Linked DNA regions of Mus musculus: region 2 is linked to region 1. Evidence: chromatin contacts called from public Hi-C data. All regions are on one chromosome and are shown on one strand. Each heading gives the region's core, a stretch centred on a gene start, on an enhancer-like site or on the middle of the called end of the contact. The rest is flanking DNA. Distances are from core to core; before and after follow the strand shown. Region 1 has its middle 62 kb from the start of Lhfpl1. Region 2 has its middle 12 kb from the start of Amot.

Region 1 (4,131 bases), core at 445-2,944:
CTCTCTCTCTCTCTGTGTGTGTGTGTGTGTGTGTGTGTGTGTGTGTGTGTGTGTTTTAATCTAGTTGGTACATCAGCAGCTTCTTGAATGATAGTGAAGGGCCACAGGGAGACAGAAAGAGTGAGTGTGAGGGCATGCTGGAGAGGGCACTAAAAGAGATAAAAGAAAAGAACGGCCAGTATTTTGAGAATGTATTTGAAAAAGTGTGGAGAGTACAGAATAGTTTGATTCTAGCAATTTTCTCTGGATGAGACAGATTATTTCTATAAAATATGGCCCAGGGGACAATCTTCTTTTTTTATCAAATTATTATTGTAATATCAAATATTTCTTGAATGTCTTTTATTTAATCCTCACAATGACACAAAGAGATAGAGGCTATTATGTTTCTATTTCCTGCTAGGAAGATGAGTTGTAGAGAAAGGAAGTAAGTAGTTCAAGGTCACATGTCCGGTAAGTGACTGAACCAGATACAAGGCCAGACGCACATATTATACTGGTTCATATCAGCACTGTGCTCTATGTGCACGGATGTCCAGTCAGTAAACCACTGTAGAGGCTAGGAACTCACCTCTGTTCTACATTCCTTTCCTGTTTGTTTCTCTTGCCTCCTCCCTGACTTCCAATGTCATGTGTGTGCACGTACATGAACACGAGTGCATGCACTTGTGAGAATTAGGAGTATGTCATATGTTTGAATGTAGGCATTTGTGAGACAGAGAACACACGTAGAGGTCAGAAGACAAGAGCATCAGGTGTTGATTTTCACCTACTACCTTGTTTGTTAATGGGTTCCTTATTGAGTTAAAGGGGTTTCCAGCCCCATAGGAGGAACAACAATATGAACCAACCAGACCCTCCAGAGCTCCCAGGGACTAAACCACGAACCAAAGAGTAGACATGGAGGGACCCATGCCTCTAGTTGCATATGTAGCAGAGGATGGCCTTGTGGGACATCAATGGGAGGGGAGGCCCTTGGTCCTGTGAAGGCTCTATGCCCCAGTGTACGGGAATGCCAGGACAGGGAAGTAAGAGTCGGTGCGTTAGTGAACAGGGGAGGGGGGATGGAATAGGGAGGTTTTTGGAGGGGAAATGAAGATGGGAGATAAAATTTGAAATGTAAATAAAGAAAATATCTAATAAAAATAAAAATAAATAGGGTTTCTTCTTATTCTTTGCCGTTGCATCTGTCAGGCGGTCTGGCCTGTGAGCTTCTGGGGATACTCCTGCATCTGTTTTTCATCTTGTCATATGAACACTGGGTCTGTAGACACACAGTACTACATCCACATTTACAGGGTTTTTGGAGATTGGCACTCAGGACTTCATGCTTCCATGAAGAACATTTCACGCACAGAGTCACCTCCTTAGCCATTTCAATACTTTTTAGGGAGACTAGAGGCGAAGGAATGGGAATGATTAGTAATGGGCATACAGTTAGTTCAGTGCAGAAAAAACATTGAATTCTGTCCTGAAGCACATATTAATGACTAAAACAAAAACAAAAAAAAAACAAAACAAAACAATACAAACAAACAAAAAACCCTCATGAGCTACCTTCATGTTAGCCATACTCTTATGTTGTCTTTTTCACAGAGGAAACAAAAACCCCTTCCATGACTCCTCCAGGGTCACACATCTGCTGGATGTGTTAAAACCCGAGACTCTAAGCTACATGTCTTCAAGGCTTTGTCCTTGTCCCCGATGCCTCAGCTTGGCTGCCAACCTTCTTTGTTCCTTTATGTTTTGTCTCTTGCAATTCTCTCACTTCCTTTTCAAAGTTACTTGCCAAGTCGTCACCAGAAATGGGAGTTGTATTTTCATTTTCTGGATGATTTCCTGACTGGCCACATTCTCCTTCAGTGATTACTTCTGATCACTGTCTTTTCTCAGTAGCAACTCATCCGTGTAAAACTGGAAGGGAAGGGAGCTTGCCGCTGTTCCGTGCCAACAAAGTTAAGAAACTTAATCCCTAGATGACAAAAAAATGAATTGCCAGTTAAAAATCATTTTATTTTCCTTAAATACTTTCAGTTTGTCAGAATGGAGTTTGTTTTTTTTTTTCCACACTTTTTGATATTTTAAAACAACAAAGCGTTGCCTGTGCAATGATCTCTCTCCATTGATGTCTCTGTCTTTGTCTCTGTCTCCCTCCCTCCCTCCCTACCTCAGTCACTTCCATCCTCCCTCCCTCTCTTCCTTCCCATTTCCCTGGGACAGCCAAGTGACTTACTCATAATCACACTGCTAGAGAAACGATGCTAGGAATCTGAACTCAGGACTTTGTGCTGATACAGCAAGCTCAGGCATCCCCTCCTTAGCTTCAGAGTCCTTTCTAGTCCTTCCTGAAGGGACTCTAGATTCTAGGAGGCTGCAGTTGAGAAAATGTGGTAGGTGGTACTCTTGCACGATGAGAACCATCCCTTAGAGGCAAAGGAAAGAGTAAAGCAGTAAAAACAATACCACGTTATGCAAAGTGTTTCTTTTCAAGAAGACACTCCTGGGTCCCATGTGTTTGCAAGTCCTTTCAGTGTTACCAGTGTAGGTTGCAGGAGCCTCTGAGCTGTATCTTAGCCAGCTTTATCTGAATGAGAGCAGTTAGGAGGGAGAATAAAAGGCAATCCTGCCCAGTGCTTTGTCTCTCAGCAGGAATACTCTTTGAACAGCTTAGGGTATTTTACATTCACCCCTCTTTTTACTAAATTACTTCTCAATTCTAACATCCTTTTGCAGTTAGAAAGATATTTGCATGTCTTCAAATTTTTATTCCTTTGAGTAATCTTTTTTTTCCAATTTTTTATTAGCTATGTACTTCATTTACATTTCAAGTGCTATCGTGAAAGTCCCCTACACCCCCCATCCCCTACCCACCTTCTCCCACTTCTTGGCCCTGGTGTTCCCCTGTACTGGGACATAAAAAGTTTGCAATACCAATGATGGCCGACTAGGCCATCTTTTGATACATATGCAGCTAGAGACATGAGCTCTGGGGTTACTGGTTAGTTCATATTGCGGTTTCACCTATAAGGTTGCAGACCCCTTTAGCTCCTTGGGTACTTTCTCTAGCTCCTCCATTGGGGGCCCTGTGTTCATCCAATAGCTGACTGTGAGCATCCACTTCTGTGTTTGCCAGGCACTGGCACAGCCTCACAAGAGACAGCTATATCCGGGTCCTTTCAGCAAAATCTTGCTGGCAGAAGTAGAAAGCAGAGCTGGGAAAGCCATGTTATGGTGCTTAGGAAACCAAGAAGAATGAAAAGGCGAATCTCTGCTGTAAACAGAGTGCTGTCTTGAAATAGCAAGGCCTCCCAAGCAAAGGCAAGGAGGCAGCTTTCTTCACACCAAACATGACTGGATCCAGAACGGCCAATGGGGAGTCTCAAATTTGGAATTCAGACCATGACCCTAAATACTTGCTTTTTATTCTTAGCAGACAGCAGTGCAGAGGATGTCTTACTTGTAATTTCATTTACACATACATCCAAATTTCATGATACTATACAGTGATTTGCACTTAGAAGTCATATTGCTAAGTTTAAAAGGTAATCATTCTCTAGGCCTGCCACACAGTATGGACCTCTCTCAAGATACATGACAGGAACAGTTACCCATTGCTATAGGTCAGGCACAAAATTTCAAGAATACATAAGCAACTTTTAACTGTGGTGTGCTATGGCGCTGCAATGGAATGTTTGCTGGGTCACGTGCATTATGTAGTGCCTTTTGGACATGGGGAAAATTTCAAGCTACCACAAGTTCATCAGAATATAACCCATTCATCAGGCATGGAACACTTTTACCCTAATCTCTAAGAAATACCTACTCACAGTCTATACGTCCTATGAACAAAATGTGGATTCTAGGAAGTACACAATTTAACAATGACTTAAATCTAGAGTTTGAGTGTTAAAAGTTCTGAACTGGATCCGAGCTGATTTTATCCCTCCAGCTACTAGATGCTTTTACCTTCCTGGTGTGAAATCTTTACAGCCCAGTTTTCCTATCTTTGAAAGGAAGCAAGGATGATACAAACACACCACTCCGTGTCCTAGAATCCCTTAACAGGGTGCTATTGGCTCCGTCAGTGGCAAGAGCCTCAACTAAGAGCTTGCACTCCCGGCTGCCTCAGCG
Region 2 (4,131 bases), core at 1,095-3,594, 88 kb before region 1:
AGAACATAGAAGGTCATTTGCCTTATAAAAGCAAAACTTCTTGAACAGAACTAGCTTTCTTAGTGTCTTTAAACCATTGCTTGATAGGTTTTAAAAAAAAAAAAAACCTCACTATATCTGGACTTTCTCGGGAACATATTTATTGCATAAAAGACTACATTAGCATTTGCTGTGTTGATTCTTTCTTGAACTAAATGAGGCTGTTATTGGGCTTTTGAAGCCTTTTGTTATAGGGGATGGAGTTAATTGTATATATCATTCCGGCTTGTACTAATGCTGGCCACGTTAGATTTAGCCCACACATGCTTGTAGAAAGGATTTAGCATTATTGTCTAGAGACAACTCGAACTTTGTAGATTTTATCCACCTCATTTTGGTAAAGTTTTTTATTTCCACTTATTTTTTGACTAATACCAGGACCTAGATTATTTTTTAGTTTAGCAAATAATGGCCACTGATACCATTTCTGGGTGAACCCACTGGTGGGAGGAGCCTGGCCTTTGGGTACATTTCCTCACTGTAAACTGTGGAGACTGGGCAGAGTGATATTGATAGTCAATTTTCAAAAGTTTATGCTTGCCTTCTGAGGCCTCATTTATCTGGTGTGCCCTTGAAGGATTGCTATCAGAGTGAAGCAAACAGTTATGACAAACACAATCCTGTACTCATCCTGTATGCAGGGGTGGATTGGGGGATGAGTCTGTAATAACACATCGACAGAAATGTGTTTTATATTTTAGCAGTATCAAATAATAAGCCCAAGAGTCTCCACGAAACTTCAAGAATCCTGGTCCCTCTACGAATGGAAATCTTCCATACTTTGGGTCATAAGAGTAGGTAATGTTGCTTTTCAACAAGAGTTCGTTGAGGACAAAGCGTTGTAAACTGCTATAGAGTAAAGGAGTATGAACCAATGAGGACATGTCAAGAGTCTCATAAGTATTGTTCCTGGTGGGCCTGGGGGTACAGATAGGTTTCATTGAGCTCTAATCATTGCCTGATTTAGAGGTGGTTTATGTATGTAGCAAGCCTATTCTTGTGGCCTCCCTCCTCTGCCACTCTTCCCCACAAAGAAAAACCAAACCAGAACCCAGTGTTTACTTATCTAATTGATTGGAAATTATTTTTAAATTGCTGCACCATTGATATTTCATTAAGATAGTATACATTTGGGTGGACTGTGTAGGATCCAGAATGAAGAAGGGGGATCAGGAAGGCCTAGATATGCTTGATTGATAGCCTCAAAAATAATGTTTGCCAGACTGAGGAAAAAAACCGTGAGGAGACGATTTTGTAGGCAACGGAATACACAGTATATAGGTGAAGTCACGTGGTCTGCACACAAAGGGTTCTTTTATCTGAGAACTTTTGTACATAGTGAATCTTAAGTTTCATGGACCTCTAACTTTCCTTCAGTAAATAAAATATAATCTCTGTGTTATGTCTAATTTTTGCTATCTGGTAAACTAATATTATTTCTCCACAAATTCAATGAAATTTCTCCAGCTAAAATGTAAATACTAAAATCTTAAATCTGTAGCATGTATAAATCTCCAAGTGAAATACAGGAATATGCTTCATACTTTGTGTTCCTGGGGGTAAAATTCAGGTGGGTATATTTGGATCTCTCTCTCTCTCTCTCTCTGTGTGTGTGTCTCTCTCTCTCTGTAGATTTGTGGAGTCACTTTCACTCTTTCTCTGGCTGCCTGAAATGGCATTAGTCTGTGTGACTTGAAGCCAGGATCTGGGATTCTCTACCCAGCCCCTCACTGACTTGCCATGTGACCAAGGGTAGCTGAATTAGCTGCTCTAAGCTTCAGTTACCCTTCTGGGAAGCGAGGATATTAATACTTCACAGAGGTGTTTAGGCATGCTTCATATTGGGCACATGCTTTGAGGTCATTGGATGAAAGGTGTTTGTATGATGGCAGAACAAGCTTATTATAGGGTCCTGAGCAGGTGTTCATGTTTAATGAGCTTTTGCTCTCTTATAACATACAGTGCCCTTTGGTGCCCTATTGCCTTACTGACTATAATTAAGATTGACCCTATATTTCTGTTATTGACCCTCTCAACCTTTTCCAAAAAATAAATATTTTCATATTCTGTCATAGGTTGAAGTAAAAATTTAATGGACTGTAGTGACTGTCAGAGTGAGGAAGCGACATTAGTTGGAATGCACCCAAGTGACCAATGAGTTCTTGAAAGTCCCTTCAAATGTTAGAGTAAAGCAAATGTGGCTGCATCTGTGTTTTCAGGGAGAAAAGTTTTGAGGAATATTTGCCTGTGACAAATACTACTGATAGCCAGTGACTGAAACCCAGCTCTTGTGCTGTTTTGTGCACAGCTGGTTTTTATTAATGATGGAATATTTATGCTTGCTGTACAATTCGTGGCTCATTTCCATGTGTATGTCAGAATTTAAATACCCCTAAAGGCAACATTAAGATAACATTAAATATAAATGTGGCCAAGCGAGAAAGAGTGGACTTGGGGGGGTATATCTCCCTTATATTTATTGGTGTTGCTTTAGATTACAATAACTGATCACCTTTCCACATTGATGCTGATCTTATAATATCCCTTAGTAAACTTCACATTTTCATACCTTTGATAGGAACAAGTGATTGGATCCCCCCTATGTATGATGCAGATGAAACTGATGTATGTATTTTTTTAGGACCTTCCCCCCCCCCCCCCAACACATGCTTCTCATTATCCAAGAGGCCTGGTCTCAATCAGGAAAAGAGCAGAGAAACCACATAATTGAAAGGAGAAGGACGGCGGTGCATACTTGGAATATTTGCGGGAAGGGGATTGCTGACATCAGAAAATGCAGTGGCCTGAGTGTTAACAGCATTGGAGAGAAATCAGCTTTCTGTTTCTGTGTATTGAGAATTATTTTAAGGCGATACAAATATGGGCCAGACTTGACATCTTTTATGAAGTTATCCTGGAAACTTTGATGAGTGTTGTTATAGAAAAGTTCAATTAAAACCTTCCTTATTAGGAAGCTAATTAGTGCATCCTTTACTCGTTTTTAGTTGTTTTCAAGGGAGTACCCATTTGCATTGAATTAGTGACATGCTTCCTCGTGTGATAGCAAACTAAGATTAAAAAAATATCACACAGGAGGAAAAGCATTTAGATTGCCAGTCCTGAAAACATAGAATTTCCTTTGTTCCATTTGGGTTTTCAGTTCAGATCTTTGTTTTTACTCCCAAATGGGTAGTGAACTGGGGAATAGTTGTGAATTGGGGAACTATAGTGGCTTATGATAACACACCATTTTATTTCATTTTTCCCTTCTTGTATGATTGTCTTCTGTCTGTATCCCTCCCCCCTCTGTGTGCGTGTGCATGTACATGCTTGTGTCTGCCTTAATACATGCATGTGTTGGGAGCAGGAGAGAGGGGGGTACAGATTGTTTTCCAAAGCAAATAGTATTTGGAACTAAGAAAAATAGTGATGACCTGTTTCACCCCCTAGGGGGTTCTTTCTGCCCGAGGGTTCTGATTGGGATTGTGTAGGGAAGTGTGGCAAATTTTCTGACCTGGTTGTTTCTGTGACCAGGCTGAGCACACTTTTGGTACCGTGAAGAGGTTATGGTGCACTAACCTTAAGAACATATGCCTCCTAATAGGTTCTAGTTTGCTTCACCTCTTTTAGGGAAATCAACATTGGTTTCTGAGATTTCAGGACCATCTGCAGAAGACTAGATGTTCTATAGAGGGATGCAATATATTTTGAGCTTCACTTCCCTCCATAACTTGTAGGAGATAGTCATTCTTTATACATAGTCCCTGGTGCTGCCCCCCCCCCATGGGCCATGCCTGCCTTAATGTCCATTACTGGGGCAATTACTTTGGCCACATGGCATGTGGCATAACTGATCGTACTCAAGTACTTTGAGAAGGCAAGGTCTAAATTCAGCTCTGTCAAGCAACGCAGTCACACTGGGTTTCTGGTGCTTGCAGGTCAGCAGCCGGAGGAGGGGCAGTGTCTCGGGAGAGTGACTCAGGTTCTTTGGCATGCTGATAGGAAACATTGGCTCTTGTCCATGCACCTGCTGAATGATGCCACACCTGCCGTGAGCACCTGAGCCACACGCACTCAGACACAAAACCTCAA

The links. Hi-C and Micro-C count contacts between places; a contact is called where the count stands out from the background.
Region 2: a contact with region 1 is called in a Hi-C map of cortical neurons, with 1.6 times the contacts expected there. The contact joins two enhancer-like sites. A contact is called at or near these places in 1 of 39 promoter capture datasets (the 3T3-L1 cell line) and 5 of 484 Hi-C or Micro-C datasets (8-cell embryo, the HPC-5 cell line, cortical neurons and 1 more).

The regions. Positions count from the first base shown.
Region 1 is chrX:145,409,339-145,413,469 of GRCm38.p6, reverse strand. No RefSeq gene overlaps it. Among named protein-coding and RNA genes, the nearest start is that of Lhfpl1, 62 kb to the right of the region's middle. Within about 2 kb of position 1,694, at least 5 of the 459 cell types and tissues checked have an H3K27ac peak or open chromatin away from gene starts, as enhancers often do.
Region 2 is chrX:145,497,549-145,501,679 of GRCm38.p6, reverse strand. It overlaps a transcript of Amot not described here. Among named protein-coding and RNA genes, the nearest start is that of Amot, 12 kb to the right of the region's middle. Within about 2 kb of position 2,344, at least 16 of the 459 cell types and tissues checked have an H3K27ac peak or open chromatin away from gene starts, as enhancers often do.